3 separate regions of the Mus musculus genome follow, and regions 1 and 3 are each linked to region 2. The links are chromatin contacts, called in public HiChIP or PLAC-seq and promoter capture Hi-C maps. All regions are on one chromosome and are shown on one strand. The core of a region is the stretch at or near the end of the contact, and the rest is flanking DNA. Distances in the headings are between cores, read along the strand shown. Region 1 holds the start of Ephx1 (epoxide hydrolase 1, microsomal). Region 2 holds the start of Ahctf1 (AT hook containing transcription factor 1). Region 3 holds the start of Sde2 (SDE2 telomere maintenance homolog (S. pombe)).

Region 1 (2,717 bases), core at 23-2,522, 1.2 Mb before region 2:
TCAGGACCTTCCGAAGAGCAGTCGGTGCTCTTAACCTCTGAGCCATCTCACCAGCCCCTTTCTTTCTTTTTCAAGACAGGGTTTCTCTGTGTGACCCTGGCTGTCCTGGAACTTTCTCTGTAGACCAGGCTGGCATCATAGTCAAAGATCTGCCTGCCTCTGGCTCCTACTCAAGGAATGCTGGGAATAAAGGTGTAGCCACCATTGCCCAGCACATTAGAATGTTTCCATCTACACTTTGTTAAGAACAATACGTTTACTGCTTTGCTGAATGGCTGGAGGCAGCGCTCCTGTGGGAACAGTTTAGAGGGCGCTATGAAACAAGCCTGGACTATACACTGCAGAGGAGGACGGCAGGTGTGCAAACGGTGTGCTGGGGAGGGGAAGGAGCTGCAGTACCTGGAAATCCCAGGTTCCCAGAGAGGATTGAGGACACACTATCCAGGAGTTCCACGGAGGCAGGAATGAGTTGAATGTGTTCACTGGAGAGAAACCGGCTCTCCGTTAGAACGGAGAGGGTTTGGGCCATGATGAGCAGCGAAGGAGGCTGGAGATCAGAGGTGAGAGGTGAAAATAGGATCCCTACGCTTCACATGTGTGTAGGATGATAAACCTGGACCCCGCGGCAGGCACTGCTAGGCCCTCACAGTGGTGTGCCTGGTCATCTTGTCTGTGTGGCTGCTGAAGCCTGAGAAGGTTCTAGGCGAGTCTTAGGAGGGCCGCGGGGGTAAAGACAGGGCACTGGGCAGGCTGGCTAATGGAGAGCAGGTTAGCCCCAAGGGTGCCAGGAACTGTGGTTGTCCTACTCCTGCTTGCTGGCTAGGCAGCGCTCTCTCCCTCCTCCCTGTGCTGGCCTCTGCTTGGTGTCCATGCCTCCTGGGCTTCAGATCAGCCAGCCTCACAGGGTGCACTTAACGACAAACTTCAGGTTTGTGTGTTCATTCCACACTTCACTATTTTATTTGTGGTTCTGGGAATGAACTCCAGCGCCTTGCCCACGCGAGACACTCTACCCTCAAGCTTTATCCCCAGATGTTTGCTCACTGACTGGTTCGCTTATAAAATGGTTACAACGAACTGCTAGGAAGGTGAGAGGAAGGCTGTAGCACCAGGCCAGCTTGGGCTCTTGTGTGTAGAGTCCACAGACTGCAGAGTTTAAACTGCCAATACCCTGTTCAGAACAGCAGACTTTGCCAGAATAGGTGAAACACCTTAGCTAGATGCTCAGCTAGCCTTGGCCAACCAGCCAACTCGGGGGTGGGGCCAAGGCCTGGGCGGGGCTAGTGGGGGCGGGGCTAACAGGCAGCTGGTGTCACCAGCTCAGCAGCAGGCAAAGAGGCTCAAGAGGAGTTTGAGAGTGGAGGAACTGCACACCAGCCGCCGCGGGAGTAGGAACCCGAGAGCGACCCTGACAGTAAGCTCCGGGGACAGCAGCGGCACTCCAGCGTGAGAGTTGCGAGGGCTTCGCGTATCTCCCGCAGCTAAATGCGCTTCCCCTTATCCTAAGACCGATCCAGGCGTGCAATAGGCCATGCTTCTTAGTCCTGCATCTGATGCTCCATCCTCTTCCAGGGGCGTCAACCCCTTGCTTGCGCTTCGGAAGCAAGGGGTGGGTGCTGCGCCTGACAGCGATGCTGGCTCCTCAGCCCCCTGGTTTCCCCGCCCGCCCGCCCCCCCATGCATGTTTGTCCCTTGGGTTCCAGGCTTGCTACTTGCCCAGGCACCTGAGCCAATCCAGGTAGCTGAGGGCGCCGTCCAAGTGACTCTTAATTTTAACTTCTCCAGTCTGCACCTCCCGTCATTTAAACTTCCGGCGGCCAGAAGTCTGGATAGCCTTTCTGGCATCTGGTTGGCGGGATCAGGAGGGAGGTGGAGGGATCCGGTATGTATGCATGCGCGTTGACAGTAGGGCTGTGCCTTTGCTGGCATTCTGTGCTGCTGGCAGGATTGTAGAGATGGACATCTGCGACATTTGCTTCTCTGCCTCCGATTTCGGCCTGATCTTTTTTTTAAAGTCGCAGAGCCCCAGAGGCTCACATTGTTTTTACTGTGACAGTGACTTCCTCCCTCAAGTGGAGGCTTTCACTGGCTGTGCGTGGTCTGACTTCACACAAGACTTGAAGCTGAGGGGGCTGGGGGGAAGGGTGGAACAAAAACGTGGGCGTGTTCAGCAAAGACTTTCCATTCCCTAATACCCACACCAGGCGGGCCACGTGAGGGCTTCCTGTGTCCCTAAAGAAGTATGTTCAGTGCAACCGTGCTCAACGACACGGACTGACTGTTCAGACACTGCCCCCCACCCACCCACCCTGGGGATAGCAGGGAATGTGTTCTCATGGGCTCTGGGAGCTTTTGAATGCAGACAACAAACAAAATTCAAGGTCCTGGGTCAGATCCCCAACACCACATAATAAATAAACATATCTTTGTAAAATATAAATTATATTTGTGAGCTGTAGGAAATAGGAGGTCATAAAGAGGGAGCAGGACTGTTGACTAGAGAGGAAGAGGCCACACTTTCACACTCCAGAGGGTCAGGAGGGTCAGGAGTGCGCCTCACTACTCAGTATCCAGCTGCACAAGGCTGAGGAGAACATGCAAAGGCCCTGAGGCAGAGGTGCGCCTGCTGTGGGTGGCTTTTATGTCCTCAGTTGCCCTCTGGAAGAGAGACCAGAGTCAGTGAGGAGGCTCCAAGCTTTCAGCTGCCCCTCCGACCA
Region 2 (2,907 bases), core at 259-2,758:
CACCCCATTCACTACCAGCAAAACAGAACCAGACCACACAACACTTACTGCAAAATCTTGTCTAACTTCTTCCTCTCACAATTTAGAATAATACCTTGCGCAAACTAGCACACTTTTACATCTTGCAGTGAATAAAGAAAAAGTCACAAAGATAAACAGTTTATTTCTAAGAGGCAGCTTTATCTCAAAAATTGTGCAGAGAGAGAGAGTAGTAGAGACAGGCTTTCCTGATTAAAGCAGTCTACTAATGTCTTCTCCTTCTCTCTTCCCCCTTCTGTTTGTTTGTTTGTTTGTTTGTTTGTTTGTTTGTTTGAGATAGGGTTTCTCTATGTAGCCTTGGAACGACTATGGAGACCAGGCTGATCTTGAACGCACAGAGATCCTCCTGATTCTGCCTGTGCTCTTACAACTCAGTAATAAAGACACATTCTATTTCATTTGTTTGAAAATTCTTTGGTGCTGGGTCTAGCTTCAAAGAGAGATACTGATAGTCTACAGAAGAAAGCCCAAAGATGAGCTCCAAATGATAGTCTAGAAATGATACAGTCTAGAAATGATACAGTCTAGAAATGATACAGTCTAGGGATCTTGATTGGATCTGTTTTCACTGATAGTTAAAAGAATGAAAGGGTGGTTCAGGTCTTTAATCCCACGGCTCAGGAGACAGAGGCAAGAAGATCTCTGTGAGTTTGAGGCCAGCCCCATCTACTAAGAGAGTTCCAAGATAGCCAGGGCTGTTACACAGAGAAACCATGTCTAGAACAAACTGAAAGGAAAAAAAAAAAAAAAGAACTGTTAAGACTAGAAGAGTTAAAAGGCAAAGCACAACAAGCAGTAGCAGAATTAGCAGTTAAAAAGGCGTTTATTGCAGGCAGTAAACACACAGAGAAAAAGACCTTCTACAAAACAGAGAGGGGATTTGAGAAGCTGAAAAATCCAGTCTCTTCTTGAGGCCTGGGGGTTGTAAAACCTCTAAAACCTCCCTGACCTACTTTAGTGTTGGTCAGTTTGAAGGCAGAAAGGATGGATGGTTGATCGGTCCACTACAGTTGTGTAACGTGTTCTAATCAGGCTTTGAACTTATTGAACCAGTCCATCAGCAGGTGACCTGCAGGTAGATGATAAAAGCTTGCCAGGTTTTTGTCTCAAATCAGGAGGTTAAAAAAAGCTGGCCATCTTGGAAATTCGCCATGGCTCATGTCCCTGTTTGTCTACTAAGGGTCTGCCCAACTCCTCGTCTCTCAATACTAACAAATCGAAAAGAAAACATAGGTTTGGCATAATGGAACCTACAGCTTCGTGCATGCCAAGCACGAAGCTCTGCCAGCAGAATTACCCAGCGTCAGATATATGACAAAAGATTAGGCTAGGCGACCTGAACTCTCTGCTTTTTGAGAAAAAAAAAAAAATGAGAGTAAGAGTTTCTCAGTAAGTCTGGGTTTTGTGTGTGTGTGTGCGTTTCCTTGAAGAGTTGGAGCACAGAACGGAAAAAACGGAGGCAAGAGCAGCAGTCATAGACGGAAAGATTATCGCTTGGCTGCCAGCAGGAACCGCCACTAGATTAGGCCGGCCCTTGCTCCGCAAAGCCGGACACGCCCTACACTACGCCCAGCGCACAAAGCCCTATGGGACTTGTAGTCTTTCGCCTATCTGCTCCTAGGAGGCGGAGAGACCCTGCTGTACGTAAATGAATCTTTCTTCCCGGCGTCGTCTCGGTTTTCTCCCTTTGCGAAAGGCCTAGTAGGGAAAGTTTGAAAATTCCCGCGGAGTCGGCGCCAGAGGCCGGAACCCTCGCGAGAAGTCCGAGCCCCGCAGCGCGATCTGCGATCGGATCCCCGCCCTGGCCACGATCCTTCCCTGGGCGGAGAGGCTGTGTGTGTGGGGTTCGGGCAGTGCGCCCGGGGTAATGCGCAGAGCGCGGCCCGAGCGGTGCCAGCCCAGTAAGTCGAGTCGCCAGCGGGGAGGACGCGGCGCGGGCGGTGGGACGAGTTCGAAGCCGGGATTGGGCGAAGGAGCACCCGGGGCCTGAGGGGACCGGCGAGAGACTGAGCGAGAAGCGGCTTCCGCGGGCCCGGGGCGCGCGCCGGGCCGTGTCTCCCGGGAGATGCTGTGACGGACCGCACGGAAGCAGCGACGCCGGGGCCCTTGGCGGCCTGGCCCGCGGGCTCAGGTAGGGTGGGGAACCGCAGGCCCGCGCGCCGAGGGCGGGGCGGCCGGGGCGGCGAGGCCCGGGGCCTAGGCCGGGCGCACCGCCTCGCGGGGAAGCGGCGTCCGCGAGCCGCGACCGGTGCGGCTCGTTCCAGCGCTCGGGCGTTAGTTACATAACCCTGGCGGCGGGTGCCGGCACATGGCCGCAGAGTCGAGCCTCCGGGCTCGTCTCCCGCGCCCGCGGGCGGGATCTCCGCCCCCCGGGACGAGTCTGACTCGAGACCCCGGGCCGTCAGGGTGTAGCGGAGCGATGGAGACCTTTGTGGGGCGTTCCCCGCGGACAGCCGCGGGCGCTCCGAGTCTCTCCGGCGTTGGCGTGAGCTCCACATGGTCCTGTGCTTGGCTCGGGTGAGTCCTGGGCGGGGGAAAAAGTTTCACTCGCGAAGCGGGCCACAGGGCTGAGTGGATCTGGTCCAGGACATCTAAGAGAACCGTGTCCGGAGCTCATCTGCGAGCTGTAAGGCCCATGACTTTTGCCTTTGGTTGACTTTTTGGAGAGTCGACTCTGCTTTTTGAATTGATAGGTACACACATGGTCCTTTTGAGACAGGTGGTTTTTGTTGACTTTGTGGAACCTTTCTTTTTGGTACCGTGAAGAATCACATCCAGGTCCTCACACATGTCAGGCAAGCGCTCCACCACTTGAGTTGTGTCCCCAGCATGGGATCTTGTGATTTTTCGGTTCCTAAAGCAAACGGC
Region 3 (2,915 bases), core at 112-2,611, 1.0 Mb before region 2:
TCAATTCTATTGGGGGTTTTTTCTGGATGTCTGGACTCCCATAGTCCATGTACAGTGCCTCTGTTAAATCTAAGGACGAGGTGATAGGAGGCTGTTTTGCTTTCAAGCAGGGTTTCACATAGTCCAGGCTGCCCCAAAACCACTATAGAGACGTGGCTAAGAACCCCCAAACCTCTCAAGTGCTGAGATTAGAGGCATACACCACCAGGCCCAGCCTTATTTCTGTGTCCTTTCAAAAAAGTGTATTTCCAACACTCCTCATTGTTAAGATTCTATTGTTTATGGATCAATTTTAAGTTTAAAAATAAAACTTGAAAATTATTCTTCAAATACATTGAAAAGTCACCTGTTTTGGAAAGTATCTGAATTCGAATGGCTAAAAAAAGGTTCTGTTTTTCTTACTAGACCGCAGAATAGAGAAGAAAACAAAGGCTAGATGTGGTGGGACACACCAATAATCCCAGCCCTCCAGTATGTTCAGAACATCCTGGGCTACAAGGAAAGACTTTCTTGTCCTTGTTTTTTAAAGGACAAAGAAATTAGAAAATCACATATTCTTCTTGGAACTCATCCAAGTCTCTTTAGGAACAGATTTGGTATTTTAACATTTGTTATGTTTCTACATAACAAGCAGAGAAAACAGACTACAACGAAGGCGCAGTCATACAGAAAAACTGTTCTATACCAAACGCCCAGATTAAAATTAGACTCAGGGAACCCAGTAAACTCTTTAGATGATTGAAGAGGTTTGAGATTTCCTAGTCAGTATAAGCCTGCTTCTTTGGGAATTAAAGCTTAAAACTTTAGAAGCACTTAACCAGGGTTTTATATCCACATGGCAGAGTCTAAAGAGGCCCAAGAATATCTGTGAGTGATTGGCTCTGTCAGGATGACTCCATATCCTTCTCTAACCGTTCTTTGGCCTGGATGGGTGTCCTGAGGGTCGGTAAGAAAGCATATTCCTATCTATAATGTGAATGTAAGAAGAGAACCTTAAAGGTATCATTTGGGGGGATAAAAGAAACAGAACGAGAGTTTGTAGTCGAGGTTGGACAAAGCGCAGTAAATGGACGGAGATTCTCTTACGACGTGGGGACAAAACAACGACTGCCATAGACTAGCAGAGGAATGTCCCCATATTAGTCAGAAACACCCAACGACGAACCCAGCCTGGCTTGGTGATCTCTTTCCCCCATTTCCCGGGAACCGCCATCCTCACCTGTTCCTGGCAGTGTCGGTAGATCACATCGCGCACGGAGCACCCAACCGAGGCACACGGCAGCGCCTTCCACACGGTACCGGGGCCGCGAACCCACGCCACCACCGCAGCCTCCGCCATTTCGTCTGGTGACGGAACCTCTGGACTGCGACAGGCACTAGGCGACACAGCCATCCGGTCGCATCTCGATGACGGAAGGCCTCGTCTTCCAGCGCCCCGCCTCCCGGGTTTCCACCACTCACCCCCGCCTTTCCGGAAGGCGGTCACGTGGCCCGGCGTCACGCGAGCTGGCGTGGGGGAGGGGGACAGGAAAGGCCTGCCTGAGGCCGATAAGACCGCGGAGCGCTGGAGCTAGGCGTTGCTAGGGGCGGTTGCTAGGGCGGGGCTCAAGGGACTGGCTATAAAGGGCGAGCTCTGGGCGCGGTTGCTGCGCTTGGGCTACAGCGCTTTGGCTGGGGGTGATAAGCTGCCCGTGGCTCCGCCCAGCGCCGCAGGCCAGCGCGCCACTCCGGTTTGTGCAGCTATTTTTGGGATTGGGAGGGCTGTGTCCCAGGCAGCCACTGCTTCCCGGTGCTGCGGGGAGAAAAACGGCTTCCTCTACCCGCGAGGCCTCCCAGTCCTAGAGAACGGCCCCCAGTGGTCCCCAAACCGCAGCCCCGGCCTGCGTAGTTCCCTAGAGGTTTATGTTCATTTCCTGAACCCCCCTTCACGTTCCTTCCATCACGTTCGGCTCGTTCCTATTTTTGCATGTTTGCGCTCTGCGCTGTCCCCGCTTCAGCTGTGTTTTCAAAATATTTCACAGCAAATGGGCCCTTGTGAACGGCAGGGGCGGGAGTGACGTTTATAGCCATACTGCTTCCAAAAACCCCCGCTGTAACGTTCTTTCTGTGCCCTGGGAACACTCGCGCAGATTTTACAGAGAACAACTTTAAGGTTCGGGTGCTGAGGGAGGCCCTTAATATTTAATATGCTGAGATGATGTTGTCTCTGAAATACTAAACAATTTAAAAGCTGCTAGCATGAAGCTGGGAGGATTATCGGGAGGATAACTCAGTCTCCTGAACACAGATGCCCTGGCCCGCAGAGCCATATTCTCGGCTGTTAAGATGCAGGCCGATGGAACTAATCGCTGAGGAGAAAGCACAAAATCTTGAAATCCTTTAACTGTGAAAATGAACAAAAATAGGACTTGCAGTTCTGTGGAGTTATAGATCTGTTGGTGCACACAGGCGGGAAAGCGGGCCTCCATGAAGATTCCAGGAGATGAAGAATAATTACACAAAGCATGTTGTGCATAGAAGCAGTATTTTATGAGTGTTGTAGTAGTAACCCAGAGGCCTACAGGCGTCTCATCCGATACGTAAGCAGGACAAACTGGGAAGCATGTGACCTTCCAGACAAACTGGGAAGCATGTGACCTTCCATCTTTTCCCATTCTGTCCGTTAGCATGTGGTCCTAACTGCTAATTTATTTTTTTCACCTTTTGGGAATCAAATGACCATTTCAAGAGCCTGGCAGCTTCTTCTTCTGCAAGGAACCAGATCATGGTCAGTTTAGGGTTATGTAACATTTCTTTGTCAGAATAATGCTTTGTAAGCTGGAAAGTCCCAGAAGGATTCCCTTCTAACAAGAAAAGTCCACGTCATTTATTACAACTATCTACTACTGCTCTCCAAAAACCTAATGTCTGAATGA

The links. Promoter capture Hi-C pulls out the DNA fragments that hold promoters and counts their contacts. HiChIP or PLAC-seq counts read pairs in DNA pulled down with a chosen protein or histone mark.
Region 1: a contact with region 2 is called in a promoter capture Hi-C map of liver, with 2.8 times the contacts expected there. The contact joins the promoter of Ephx1 here to the promoter of Ahctf1 in region 2. A contact is called at or near these places in 2 of 39 promoter capture datasets (liver and pre-B cells).
Region 3: a contact with region 2 is called in an H3K27ac HiChIP or PLAC-seq map of embryonic stem cells, with 6 times the contacts expected there. The contact joins the promoter of Sde2 here to the promoter of Ahctf1 in region 2. A contact is called at or near these places in 3 of 39 promoter capture datasets (hippocampal neurons, liver and pre-B cells) and 1 of 115 datasets of contacts at active chromatin or transcription factors (embryonic stem cells).

The regions. Positions count from the first base shown.
Region 1 is chr1:181,016,124-181,018,840 of GRCm38.p6, reverse strand. It overlaps Ephx1 (epoxide hydrolase 1, microsomal), which reads left to right and starts at 1,272. Exons shown (of 9, transcript NM_010145.3): 1 at 1,272-1,414.
Region 2 is chr1:179,802,616-179,805,522 of GRCm38.p6, reverse strand. Ahctf1 (AT hook containing transcription factor 1) reads left to right here and starts at 1,508. Exons shown (of 36, transcript NM_026375.2): 1 at 1,508-2,170.
Region 3 is chr1:180,849,597-180,852,511 of GRCm38.p6, reverse strand. Sde2 (SDE2 telomere maintenance homolog (S. pombe)) reads right to left here and starts at 1,361. Exons shown (of 7, transcript NM_145943.1): 1 at 1,220-1,361. The coding sequence starts at 1,339.